Regions from separate parts of the Mus musculus genome. Here region 1 is linked to region 2. A link is a contact called in public Hi-C data. All regions are on one chromosome and are shown on one strand. The core of a region is the stretch at or near the end of the contact, and the rest is flanking DNA. Distances in the headings are between cores, read along the strand shown.

Region 1 (7,025 bases), core at 3,970-6,469, about 16 Mb before region 2:
GTCTTCAGGGCTCACTGACCTAAAGACAGCCAGAAGCCTAGACAGGTCGGAAGTCCCCACCCCCAGGGCTGCTCTGTTGGAGACGCGTCTCGCTTAGTTCATTGGCATAGTTACACATTCCAAATACCAAAGGCCCCGCTCCCTTCAGCGTTTTGCGGTGAAAAGGTACTGTTTGCGGGGACCTTTTTCACGTGGATGAGACTCATTAATCTCTATTAATCAAATTATTGAAAACAGGAAAGTCGGGGTCAGGGAGGCGGAATCTGTTAAGTAAAGGTTATTAGCCAAATTCATTTCTTTTGGGAATAACAAAGTGTCTGGGACAAGGGAGGTGATGTGCTAGCAGCGGGACGTGGCAACAAACGGTTCCCGGAAACCTGCGCTCCTTTCCATTTTTTGCCCCACAAGTCCTTTATTATCTAAATAGACTGCAGACCTAGTAAGAGAATAGAAGACCTTCCAGGGGCAAAGGAGAAGAGGGACGCGACAGAGACAGCTTCAATGGCCCCCCAATAGGTGCGCTCCCACATCCCCCTTGGCTTTAATTCGGAAGGCAGTTGAGTGCGTTCGTCGCGAGGCTAAGCCTTGCTAAAACACTGCACAGAATTGAGCGCACCCGCAAACAACCCGAGGACAATCGCTTAAAATCTCTTTAGTCTTTGGGACATGGAAGGGTTGCGGGACAAGAGTGCAACAAGTTCAGGAAGCAGAAATTGCGCTGTGGACGTTCTCTGCCCACAGTTCTGTAGGGAGGGGATTGTGGAGGCCTCCAGCCCTTCAGCGCTACAAGCGCCCCGGGGACGCCGAGCGCACCCATGACGCCGAGCGCACCCATGACTTTTGGGACACCCGAGGATGGAAGCGCAGTCAAAAGAAGGGGTTCGCCTAAAGATTTCAATAAGAGATGTAGGGTCCCGGTAGGGGTGTGAGCAGTAGTAGTCAACAGCCGCCAACAACACAGTAAGGGCTCTGAAGGTTTAGAGAATCCGATGGGCGCTGCCTGGATCCCGGCATAGCCCCAGACACTTGGTTCCTTTATCTGTGGTCAACTAAACTGCTTTAGGGAGAGCGACCGCCTAGGTGGGGAGGCCGCGGGGACAGAGTGACAGAGCTGGATGACAAGTGGCTGAGACATGAGGATGGAGGGGTTCTGCATTGGCGGCGCGCGGAGCTGGAGGCGCTCGGTTGAATTGTACCACCGTGAGCCCAGCTGCTAGTTTGAGCAGCGACACTCGGCAGGTCCCGGGGCGCTGGAGACGCGGGGCGCGGGAACCAGCGATCACATTAGTGATCCCCGACAGGGAACCGTTGGACGGGGTGGAGGCATGGGAAGGAGTCGCTGGCGGCTGCAAGTTGCTAAGTGGACTGCGCTTGCCTTTCTTTCTTCCAGCCCAGGTCGCAGGAGCAGTCTGGAGTCTCCGCGAGTCTTCCCACCCGGGAAGAACCCGGTCTGGCCCCGCGGCCTCCTCGCCCGGGTCTCCCTTCCCAGCCTGGCCACTCAGAGCACATGCGGCCCTGAGCTGAGCTCGCCTTCATCCCCAATGTCCACTTCGTCCTCGGGCTCAGTAAGCACGAAGGCACCGGCGGGCAGGCTCAGCCGAGCGTCGGCGGGCGCGCCCTCGGGAGCACGAGGGCTGCCTTCGGGGCTCTCCGGCCCGTCTGCCGCTTTCGGTTCGTCTTGGCTTTTCCTCAGCTGCTTTTTATGCTTCATCCGCCGGTTCTGGAACCACGTTTTCACCTGATGTCGGGGAGACAAACAAGATCATATCATTCCTCACACAAACGGTGACTGAAAGGTCTGGGTGATCGGTGGAGCTTGGGGGGGGGGGCTCGCTGTCTACTGAATTGAATTCGGTCCTACCGCCATGGTCGCCTCGCGTTTTGATTAAGTCACACGTTATCCTTTTAGGCTAAATTCTAGGAGATATTGCCCCAGAAGAGTGGCAAGGGTCAATGGTAATTAATGGGGGCAAGCGCTGTGTACTTGGGGTCTCCTTTACACTAAATGTATGATCTGTGATGAAAACACCTAAATCCCGGGTCCAACGGGACTCGTGGATTAGTAGTCGCGAGTGGAATGAACTGACTGGTTTTCTTTGGAGGGGATTTTAGTCTGAATGGCTAATGATTTCACAGCAAGATCATGAGGTGAAATGAAGGAAGAGGTGGGGGGCTGGACAAAAGACAAAAAAGAAAGGAGAGAAGGAAGGAAAGGAGGGAGAGAGAGAGAGAGAGAGAGAGAGAGAGAGAGAGAGAGAGAGAGAGAGAGAGAGAGAGAGAGAGAGAGAGAGAGCAAAAACGAAAAAAGGAGAGGTAAACTATGTAGAGCACCCTGGGGTATCTGTGCAGACTTGCTGAGGTGCGTGTAAGGTTGACTGAAATAAGACATGAGGGGGGTGCAGTGAGGAGGGGTAAGAGGAAAGCCGAGGGGTGGTGTGAACTGGCAGCCCACACACAGGGGTTGACGCAGGAAGATTGGGTTCTGGGCCAGCCTGGGCTACATAGTGATACCCTCTCCTAAACAAAACAAAGAGTAAATTGTTCAAGTTCCTCCACAAACAAGACCCTCTCTAACCCAGCTTGTCACACCCTTAGGATGAAGGGCAGAAGAGAAATAAAAAGAACCATGGTGTGACTTGGAGGTGACAGCCGAATCAAAGTGATTTTCCCTCTCCAGTAGAGCCGGGTAGGTAAGCCTAATGTAAAAATTGGGTATAAATTCTGTCGGATCTTGGAAACATGCTGAAAGGCGAGGAGGGAGGATCATTTGTACTTGATCCTTGTGGAACTACTTCAGAGTTGAGGAGGGAAGAGCAGGACGCAGAATCCGGGGCATCCTCCCGACTCCTGCTCACCTGAGTCTCTGAGAGGCTGAGGGCAGTGGCCAGCTCCACACGCTCTGGCGTCGACAGGTAGCGCTGGATTTCGAACCTTTTCTCCAGGCCGGAGAGCTGCGAGTCAGAAAACACCGTGCGAGCTTTGCGGCGGCGGCAGTGCTTCCCGGGCAACTCCGCGTGCTGCGGGTGCGGGAACAGCGCCGGGACCGGCATCCCTACAGAGACAAGAGCAGTCTGACGGACAGAGCCCGCATTCGGAGGAAGCATCCTCCATCCTCCCGCTCCACTCCATCCCAGCGCCCAGCGTTCCCTCCCTCTCTCCTACTTGCTCCAAAGCTCCTGGAACCCATCTCTCAATAACAGCCGGAAGAGGAGCCACAAAATAGCGCTTGGGGATCTTTTCCTAGAAGGCCATCCCAAAATTCAAATAAAAAACAGCAAAGAAAACAGAAAAGAAAAATAGATAAAAGATCTAGAGGCCCTTTAAAAAAAAAGAAAGAAAAAAGAAAAAATATATCTTTCTGGGGAAACTTCTTCAGAACCTGCGCACACTTCCAGTTATCTGTTAGGCCTTCAAAGTTTGCTTGCAAAAGTCCGAAGTTGGACAAGGATTGTCCACCTGCATCTATCCAGACCCCTACCAACAAACACTGAGTACTGTGCTATGCGGTTAATAACTCAACTCTAAAAAGCACCTTTTTCCTGGTCGTTCTCATCCTTCCATCAACCAAATACAGCGCGAAAAAACGCATATTCCGAGAAACTGTGGCGCTGGCCCGTGACATTTCCTTGTCAGTAGCAGGGTTGCCCTGGAGACCCCACTCCCTAGTCTGATCCTAAACCATTTCTCTCCGACTCCGAGCCCAGCATCAGGAGAGCTGAGCGACTTTTCGCTGGATGCTTCCGTTTCGCGACCCTCTCAGCTTTACCTGGTATATTAGGCGCCCCAAGCATCCGGGCCTCAGACACCAGTATCTGCCAATGCCCAGGAGAGGAAAACGACAATCAAGCATTTCAGCACCATGAATTTTGCCCAACACCAGTACTGGGAAAAGAGTATATTTTCAGGCAGGTGTCAAAGCCAGGGAGCAATGCTGATTTCTCCAGGAGCCTTAAGATCGCGCCTCGTTAACCTAGAGCTTTTGAGCGGGTTTTACTGTCCTAGACTTTCAGCACTTTTTTCCTGGATTTGAGTGCCTGTATTCCATACATCGTCTGCCCCCTTCCCTCAGCCCCCACTAGAACCAGCTTACTACTGTGCTCAGCAACTGAACTAGAAGATTTCTCTGTGTGGCTGGACTGGAAATGCTAGGGAAGAAAGTGTTCGTGCAGACTGAGAGAAACAAATAAAGGAACACAATGCAGACATCCCCCAGCATTTGCAGGCCCAGTCTTACTTTACCAATCCCCACTCATTGTCAAACAGTAAATCTGAAATATTTCAGCGACTCCAGCAACTGGGCCAGAGCAAGGAAGCCAAGCAGACTGCTTATGAGTTAAATGTTGAACACGGGAAGTGAAGGTCATTGGAGAACTGCAGCTCCCTTCTGCCCCGACCCCTTCCTGCCAGTGGCAGACTACCCCCGGCCCTCCCTCACTTCTATGTCTCCTGCAGAATCTGCAAATGTTCCTGACCCAACCTAGCAGAAGAGAGCGGGCCAGGTGAAGCCTTTTCATGCCCCCCACACACACACACACACTGGAAAGTTCAGTGCCATTTCCCTAGGTCAAGATGGTTGAGGAACCCTCCTGACGTGGAGGAAGTTTAGAAGTGGCATTGAGAGATGAGCCAAAGTTGCCTGGAAGAAACACTGCCCACCAGGAATATGATCACATCTATCTACTCCAGCTTCCTCTGGCCAGACACAATCCCTGTCTAGTTATACAAACTGTGAAGTGACCAGAAATTGCTCCCTTCCGTTGGCCTGCTTCAAGGGAGCTCTCAACCATGTCCCTAACCTTCCACTGCTACCGAAGGAGAAGACCACCGGGACTGATATAGTCTCTGCTCTGGGGGATGAAAAAAAAAAAAAGCCCACTCCCTACTCCTAGAGGCCTCTGTTACTTACCTGAGGTGGTCAGGAAATAAGGATGGTGGTGATCTCCCTTATGCAGAGGATGATGAGCGTGAGGGGTGAGGAGGGTGGGTGTGGGCATAAGGGGGTAGCCATAGTCTAGCAAAGGCACCCTAGAGGCCAGAGAGCTGGCAAAGTGGTCAGGGGCCACTTCCCTCAACGGCTTGGGCTTGTGTAGCAGAATGTCCTCGATGAAAAACGACGTGGGCCTCTGAGAAGATGCTGGATGAAGAGGGGAAGTGAAGTTGAGATTCATCTTGCAGAGCGCCTGTCACAGGGCGAGGGCCCGGACAAAGTGCAGGAAGCAAACAGCTTCCCGGCAGGCCTACTCAAGAGCCTGCAGCTGCTCCTGATCGCCCAGGCTCAGATCCCGGCAGCTATACGGACCTGGGCTATCCCCGGCGCTTGTCTTCTTGCCTCTCCAGCGCCGGGGTAGGTTGGTTCTGTGTGTTGGAGAATTGGCAGCTTGGAGAGGGGAGCCCGGCGAACCAATAGGGAGGCTGCAGAGGCAGAGGGGAGGGTGGGGTGGGCTCGGGGCGGGGCGGGGATCTGTCCGCGGTGCTGAATGCGTCTGGCCAAGCAGGGAGTGCTGAGCCCAATGGGTTCCTATACGGTTTCTAGACCCCAGTTTCTACCCCTCTCCTGCAAGCGCTGCCTCCTGTGTTCCGTCTTTTTAAAAGACGGAAAATGATTTTTTTTCACCGTTGTTTAACGACCTGCCTCTTAGAGAGAACACCAAGAGAGTCCCAATAGCCTAGGATTAAAGCACTTAACTCAAGCATTTGAGCCAGTTTGTTGTCTTTTAAAGAGTTTCAGTAATCGAAAGCAAAAGGAAAAGAGAAGTGAAGAAATGAAGATGCACTCTGTCCGCTACACCAAGTTGCTAGAGTTAGATTAAATTGACAACAGGGATGATTGAATTGTTGGGGGAAATAAAGATGACAGGTGGAAGATTCTTTATCGGGAATTTAAGGAGTGGACAGAGGGGGTCTATGTGCATCACAGACTTGGTCATTTTAAATCTGTCCGTAGTCACCTTTCCCTGCCGCCCTCCTGGCTGCTCTTCACTTCAGTCTTACAGTTCTTTGCTATTTCTGCCACATCACCAGTTCCAGCTACAGGGTCCCCATCACTGTGTTAGATTTTATTCCCTCTCTTTTTCCTCTGCCTCTTTCCTTACTCTTCTTTCCAATCTTTTCCTTTTTTTTTCTGTTTGTCTTTTTCTAATCTGTCACATTTATTTCCCTGGAGTCAATTTGCTAAAATTAAGGTGATCATCTACAGCACAGCAGGAGTAATTTGGGCTCGCATCTCTGAAAATTGCTCTAATTATTGATGTTAAATTCGGGGAAATTAAAAGAAGCCACTTCTCTTCCATCTCCTCATTTTTAAGCTCTAATTTGTTGATATCTAGTCGTCATCACAATTCCAATCACTACAGCTAATAGCAAAAGTGTTTTAACAGAGACTGAGTCCTCACAACCCATGCTATTAGATAATTAGCAGAGGTGCTGCGAAGTCAAGTGTTAATCCTCGGGCGCTGCAGTAGGATTTCCATCTGATCTAGCAGGTAGAACAAATTAATTACCAGAATCAATTAGGCCCCAAACTTCAGTGCTCCGGGAAGTGGGAGTGTCCTGTACCACCCGGACACACTGGTAAGCAGATAGGGGGAGGAAACAGAGGAAGGAAGCCTGGCAGCAGCCAGTGAAAGGAGAGCTTGGTAAGGGACCGAGACCACTTAAATGAAGTCAGAAGTGTTCCTCTTTGTCTGGAAGGGGACTTGTGTCTTAAAGTTTGTAATTGTAGGAAGTGAAGGCAGAGGGGAGATGACCTCCGAAAGGAAAGACAGTAGACTCTACAGAAGTTCCCTAACCAGCTTCCTGGTCAAGTCATCGATTTTGGGACTGAGGGAGATAGAAGAAAATGTTGAAGAGGAACTGGGGTGATGGTCCACACATAAAGGAAGTCCACCCACCTCCACTCGAAGCGTGAATGTAGCAAATGGATATCAATCATCCCTACGCAGCAAAAGAATATCAATCTACTCTCTATCTCCAAACACAGGCTGGCAAGCTATAGTGGGGCGGGCCTCTTACAGCGAGACTTTAGT
Region 2 (7,088 bases), core at 1,478-3,977:
GCTTTACACACACTGCACATTTTTAAATTCACAAAGCCATCTATCATATAGCAATAAAGTATCAGTCCCATTTTAAAAGTAGATGATGAGACCAAAGCTTGGAGAGGTTTAGGAAGCCCACATAGCCACAGTGCTAACAAGTGTTAAAAGTCAAGACTCAAAGCTTTCCTCAAGTCCAAAGCCGTTTCCAGTGTCTGAAAGCAGCCTGAACACACAAGCCTGTCAGCAGCCCAGGCGGGGTTGAGGGAAGTGTTAACGTGATTGCTTTGTTCTAGCTCCACGGGGGTTTTATGCATTAACCCTTGCTCCCGGACGGTTTTGAAAGGACCTCAGGACTAGTTACCCTCAGCTTCCCTAGGCAGGAGGTTTAGATTACCCTGAGGCGATTCCTCTCTGTCAGCACTAGCTACAGGTCCTATAGCAACACATTGATTCATATAGGCATTGGATCTAAGAGGAGAGCAGCTTACCAGTATAATAAGCCTGTAGTAATGTTTGGCTGTGATGATCGTTTCAACGCCAACAAGATGCATAGCTTAGGGACACCCAAGTGACTCACCTCTGGCCTATGGCTTTGTTTAAGTGTTCATTTCAATTCCTTCAGCTTGCTGTCTCCTCCCACTTGCGCAGTCTCTTCTGCTTTTGAGTGATTTTCTGCCCACAAACATCCTAGAACTGGGACACAGTGGCACTTGTAGGAAAAGGGAAAGCAAGTTCAGCAATTCTGCTTTCCTGTGCTCAGTCTGCTTCTCTGAAACTGATGTATCTTTCAGGATGCCATTCCAACAATCTAAGCTGCTAAGGTAGTAAAGACAGTACCTCCCCTTATAAGATGGAATAATAGTTTTATTAATTAGGGTGTAACAACACAGTGAGCTATTGAAAACTAGATCCAACCAACAAAATCTACATTAGTTGAAACATTATATCAAGGTCTAAGTAAACCTCTCTCTCCCAAATTAAAAAAACAAAAACAAAAACTCTCTTCTTCAAATAAATCCATCTTCCTTGACAAACTCTAAAAAAATCAGACAAGAAGCAAACCAATGGGAACCTTACAATAAAAAGAAAACACTACCTTGATTGAGACATTGTATCTAAGGCCAGGAGAGATGGATGAGCAGCTAAAAGCATTTGCTCCTCTTTAGAGATCTGGAGGACTTCACTCCCTAGCACCCACACAGAGGGCTCACAACAGCCTGTAATCCCAGCTCCAGGAGATCTGATACTCTCTACTGACTTGCACACACTTATGAGTCCAGAGATTCCTGACCTGTGGGGAGGAGAGGGGAATGACTGGGACATGGTTGGAGGATGGGGGAGACTTGCAAAAAAGAGACACTGCTCTGCCAACTTGTCACCTTCGATCTTTTCAAAGTAGTTGGTCCAGACAAGGAAAAAAAAAAAAAACCTTCTAGTATGAAAAGTCTGCAGTTTTACTAATTTCTAATTTCCCTCAACATTGACACATTACAACCCAAATGCTGAAACGAGCAAACATAGACAGGATGGCCAGGCCAGTCTAAATCAGAACTTCCTCAGATGCCAACATTCTGTTTACACGGGATGTTCTTCATAGTTATTCTGGCTCTCGATTTCGCCCATAACTATGTTTCGGGAGCTGTGAAGAGGATGCAATGGGAGACAGGGTATGTCTTTCTTTTTATGTTCTTCACCCCACCCCTCCCCTACCCCCTTAAGACCTACCAAGAGGTTCCTAATCGCCAGATCAACTGGCTGGAAAGGAGAGCAAATATTTACAAGTATAGCTTGAGTGTGTGTGTCCTCTAGAGTTTACATGGTTGAGAGTGAAGCGGATTACCCCGCGAATTTGGAGAATTCGAATTATTTAGACTGAGCAAGGCCAACAGGACTCCCTCCACAAGGCTGTGGGAAGTCCTTAGCCCAGTCTGCGTCTGCAAGGCAGATAGATGGTTCCGTGTGGGGGGGGGGCGGGGGAGGAGCCAGAAAGTCACTATGCATCGCATGGTCCCCTTAGAGCTCCAAGTCCTGACCCCCCCTCCTTGCTTCAGGCCACTTCCCTACTTTCAGAGTCTCCAGAATAGAAAACCCAGACTAGAAGGGAAACAAACCACCACACAGCAGAAAGCCAGGTTCGCCAAAAACAAAATCAACAAAAACAAACAAAAAATCAAAACAAAGTATCCTTCCTACAGGCACCCTGCAGCTCAGCATTCTTTCCCAGAGCCCTGCCTCTCCAGCTCTCTGTGAAAAGAGACATAACTTGGGGACTGTCAAGTAGGGGACCTAGCACTAGGCACTGTGCTGCGTCACCAGGTTAATGCCGCTCAGCGATGAGGAATTTGCTCTACTGGGCCCTTCTCAACTATTTGGGAGCTCCAGTAGGAAAGGTAGAAAATGCGGAACTCAGTAGGACTTCCTTTGGTGACATTCAGTCCAGAGCAACGCAAATGCCTGTTTCTGGGTAGCAGTGAAAGTGCCTCTCTAGACAGCGCATGCTTCCCTCCTGCGGGATCTGAGACTCTGGGCGGAGGCGGTCCGGCTAGCTCCGCCACCCTGTTCACTGTGCGTCTTCTCCGGCTCTCCACCGGGAGCGCAGAGGCAGGAGGGCGCAGTGCCCTAGGCGCTCTCTCCCTGCGCCGCTCGGCCCCGCCCCACTCCGCACAGTCTGGAAGCAGTGACGTGAGACCACGCTGACTGGCTGCTGCCCGCAGGGATGGCCACCGCCAGCAAATTAAGGCGCGAGGCAGCAGGCGCCTAGGCACAGTTTAGGTCGCGCCTTGCTGCGCTCTGCAGAGAGGAGATCCGACTCCCTGGTTTCCGCACCCTCTAGAGTCCCACGCCGATCGTCACCTCCTCGGACTTGGGCCACTCAGCGGACCCAAGGAGGGAAGGGAGGGAGAACTCGGCGTGGGTGCTGGGGACCCCGCGTTTTGCGCAGTGGGCTTACAGTTTTGAGTTCCCGGCTGGTCCCCACCCTGCTTTCCTGCTGGTTCGAAGTCTCTGCGGCTCCCCTGCTTTGCTCTAGTGGACTGGAGAGGCCATCAAAACCTGGGAACGGACGCTTCGGGGGGGTCCCCAGTTCCGCTTTGCTTGCTCTCTGGAACTTTGAGCTGCAGTTTCGGGTCTTTGTCTCCCTTTGGGGAAGCTGGACTGTGGTTTGTCAGTCCAGGTTCCTGAGCAGGACCGCACGCTGGGAACCATGGAGTTCACGGCGTCGCCCAAGCCCCAGCTCTCCTCTCGAGCCAATGCCTTCTCCATCGCCGCGCTTATGTCCAGCGGCGGCCCCAAGGAGAAGGAGGCAGCAGAGAACACCATCAAACCCCTGGGTAAGTCGGGGTACTAGGCAGTCAGTATGGGCCCTGCTAATCTGTTTCCCGGGTGCGGGCAGTTTGCTCCGCGGGAAGCAAAGGTGGCTTTTTCTACCGTCTGGATCTACTGCTAAGTCTCAGAGTATGGACCAGAATTCGGTCCTGGGAGAAAGACTTTTTTTTTTTCTTTTCCTCTCAAGTTTTCTTTGGAGGCTTCACCATCAATTAAAGGTAGTGAATTCTCACTACCGGCTTGTGTTTGTATTCGCTTTCCCCAGTTTCTTGGAATCTCGACATCACTTAGATAGTATGAATGCTGTACAAATTTGTTTGTTTGAATGAAAACAAATTCAAGGACAAGTAAGGGTTAAGATTCGGGATCCACGGTGGTATATAACACCCAAGCCTGCGCTTGGAATCAAAGACTCTGAGACTTCACAAGAAGCCAGTTTAATTTTTCTATCACAATTAACAGTCTTAATATGTCTGAAAAGGACTATAAAATAGGCCGGTTTTTCCACGCAAGAGCCGGCTTTTTTTTTTTTTTTTTTTTTTGGTCAGGAACCCCCATTTTATACTTGCGATTTTCAATTGAGACTGGCAAGGCCTCCCCAAATTCCTCGAAATTTAACACTGTCTCTATAAAAACTGTTTTCTTTACAGAGGAAACTAGGCACAGATTAAAGAGAGATGAGCGGTGAGGGTGTCTTGAGCACACGAGAGTTGTATAAAAGCAACTGCTCAGGATAGGGGTTCTGAAAACCCTTACAACCCAGGGAAAATGAGTTGCTATTCTAAGGGCCTTGGTAATAATTATCGCACACCCTAATCGCCGACTATCAGAAATCAAGTAGCTAAGTTAAGACAGTTGAAAAAAGTCATCACTTTTTTCTTTTTCGCTATCCCTTCCCAACTCTAATACATTTCACATCCAAGATAAACACTAGAGAAGAAAGGGGCTTGGGAAACTAAGGAGTTTACACAGTGACAGGAGATTACTAAAGTCCAAAACAACAGTGGTACCAAGGAGATGTAAGACAGGGAAATGAGTGTGAATAAGAACTCCTAACTTCCACCTAAGTCAAGATCTGCGAAGGCAATGTGAGCAAGCCAACAAATCCTGATTATTTAGAGAGAGCATTGGCTACTACTGTCCAAGTTGGACCTGCTGAGGCTTCCGATCATTATCCTTGTACTTAGGGAATTTAATACCCCCATCTCATTTTGGTACCCAGTAGGAAAAGAAGATCTCAGGTCAAAATTCCTGACAAACATGTGAGCAGTGGTCTGGAAGCTTGCCAGCTCCACTACTCTCATTTCTGTATCAGTTCTTTAACTAGTTTTCTAAATAAAACAGAATAAAACAAAGCAACAACAAAAAATGTTCTTCAATCAAAATTACAAATTTTAAATGCTAAGCCAATCCTAGCTCTCACCCCGGTTACCCCCTCCAGTCTCTGAAAGGAGTCTGGTCACCTGTTTGGAGAACAACTCTTGTCCATTTTATTCTTATCCCTTACACTCACCAGCCCAACAGAACAAATTACTTAATGTCTAAATCAAGACTCAGAAACTGAAACACCCAAAGGTTCTTTTAGGAGATAGAAGGTTGTTTCATTGGGGAAAAAGATGTCTGCAGATGGTGGATTTCCAATGTGTCACTCAAGTATATTAGCTCTACTCCAGTAACCTCCTGGGCAGTTCTTTCTTGTTGTCCTTCTCTATTTCTGTGGTGCTCTGGCCAGGTGGCACTTACAGGGCTTGCCTGTCAGTTGTTGGAAAATAAGAGAAAATTAGATGGTGTCCCAATTCCCTATAAAGATGTGGTGTATATTCACTTCCAAAAGTGTTTCAGGATGTTGGTACTTTCTGGGTTCCTTTGATTTTGAAACAACCTGCATGATAATTCACTTGATAATACTTAATTCACTCACGTCTATTTTCCGTTAGCCTCACATTAAGAAGCATGAGAGATAGGAACCATTTCATCGCACAAACTCAAGCACACACCACACACATGTGCGTACACACAACTGGCACTGGTTGGCATTCAGGAGAGCAGTTAGAACATGCTGGTTTGATGGTAGGGGGTTTGAAGTAATTTCTTTTTTAAGAGATGAAAGATAATTGGCAGAGGAAAACAAATTCAATCAAACAAACACCCTGTATTGCCCCAAAGTTAGTGTCCAGTCCCTTATCTGCTGAGCCAGAAAATGTCTGACTCATAGGCAGTGATATTTCAATCTACTGGTGATTGGCAAAACCTTTTCCTCTTTCAATTCCTGCTATCTGGAGTTGAAGTTGTTTCTCTCACTTCCAGGGCTATTTGGAAGAAAAGCAGTTGCATACATAATCGCTCTACTAATCTATCCCTATCTTAAAAAAAAATCTGTTCGAGTCCACCCCTGTGATTTAGCATGCTGGGTGCTGGTATTTTTCTAGTGCTACCCTCTGCAGCTGCAAAGTCTAGAATTTGGGTTGATTGTCATAATAGTTACATTTTATCTTTCAAGACCACAGCCTTCCCTTTCCTTCATTCCTTATATTTTATTCTTAAGAGAGCTACAGCCATGTAAGTAATAAATCGGCCCTTGTTCTAGATAGATCCTGCTCATTTGATTTAGTTAGCGTCCAGCCCCGGGCATGTCCCAGGTTCATTTGCACAGTTATGAATCATGCGTTTCTGCCGGGGGTTTCAGAGTTTAGTCAAATCCAAGTACATGTTTTGGGTACTCTTCCCAGCTCCTTCCTACTATGTTCCTTGTTAGTTAGTAATAGCGGTCAGTCTTCCTTCTCCTTTCCTCCAGAACAATTTGTGGAGAAATCATCATGTGCCCAGCCACTGGGTGAGCTGACGAGTCTGGATGCTCACGCGGAGTTTGGCGGCGGGGGCGGCAGCCCATCCTCATCCTCTCTGTGCACAGAGCCACTGATACCCACCACCCCCATCATCCCCAGCGAAGAGATGGCTAAAATCGCCTGCAGCCTGGAAACGAAGGAGCTCTGGGACAAATTCCATGAACTGGGCACGGAGATGATAATCACCAAGTCTGGCAGGTAAGTTGGTGTGGGCGGGCGGGCACTGATCAAAGGGTACACCCTGCGCTCTCAGGAGCCATAATTTAGAGTTGCCGGGCGGAGCGCAGAGCGGTGGCTGAGCTCAGGGCTCTTAGCTTCCCACCAGTTCCCTTAGAAAGGTCTGTGAAACTGGAAGTGAAACAGGGTATGGCTGCAGGACGCCACACGTGGAGATCGGGACCTTGTGGCGCGGCGCTGCACCGTCTTTGCTCTGGCCCTGGCATTTTGGGTTCCGAGCAAGGCACGTGTGGCCTGCGGTTGGCTAGAGGCTACAGATAGGAGGAGGAAAAGGAGGAGGAAGCAGAGGAGGAGGAAGAGACTCCCTGTTATATTCACTTTTCGAAAGCCTCCCGCTTCCAATGAAAATTAAGCTGAAAACCCGGACTGAACGAGAACGTTGGAACTCGGTTGGGAGGAGACTGGGGCGGTGGCCCTGGACGAGGGAGCCGAGCTGCTCTGATGAAAGGCGGGAGAAGCAGCGCAAGGTCGATCGGCAGGTCGTTCTAGACCCTGGGCAATTCCTATCAGATCTCACTCAGATTCTGACTCTAGGAATCCCCTCCCTAAGGAATGCCCGGGATTTTTGGTAGGTTGTTGGGGAGAAAACAAAACACGCGCAAAATTTTTGCCTACCAGTATAGGTCCTTGTAAAAGAGGTATGAAATCATTTTTGTGGGGAAAGTCGTGTCTCTGTGGGCACATCTTTCATAAACAAAA

The links. A called contact is a pair of places that touch in the nucleus more often than the background predicts.
Region 1: a contact with region 2 is called in a Hi-C map of cerebellum, with 10 times the contacts expected there. The contact joins the promoter of Bsx here to the promoter of Tbx20 in region 2. A contact is called at or near these places in 1 of 39 promoter capture datasets (maxillary cranial neural crest) and 1 of 484 Hi-C or Micro-C datasets (cerebellum).

Annotation. Positions count from the first base shown.
Region 1 is chr9:40,872,321-40,879,345 of GRCm38.p6, reverse strand. It overlaps Bsx (brain specific homeobox), which reads right to left and starts at 5,219. Exons shown (of 3, transcript NM_178245.3): 1 at 4,907-5,219; 2 at 2,856-3,052; 3 at 1,374-1,738. The coding sequence starts at 5,168. The coding sequence ends at 1,499.
Region 2 is chr9:24,769,942-24,777,029 of GRCm38.p6, reverse strand. It overlaps Tbx20 (T-box 20), which reads left to right and starts at 2,727. Exons shown (of 8, transcript NM_194263.2): 1 at 2,727-3,311; 2 at 6,101-6,350. The coding sequence starts at 3,185. Gm29824 (a long non-coding RNA gene) reads right to left here and starts at 1,306. Exons shown (of 3, transcript XR_870586.1): 1 at 1,079-1,306; 2 at 560-675.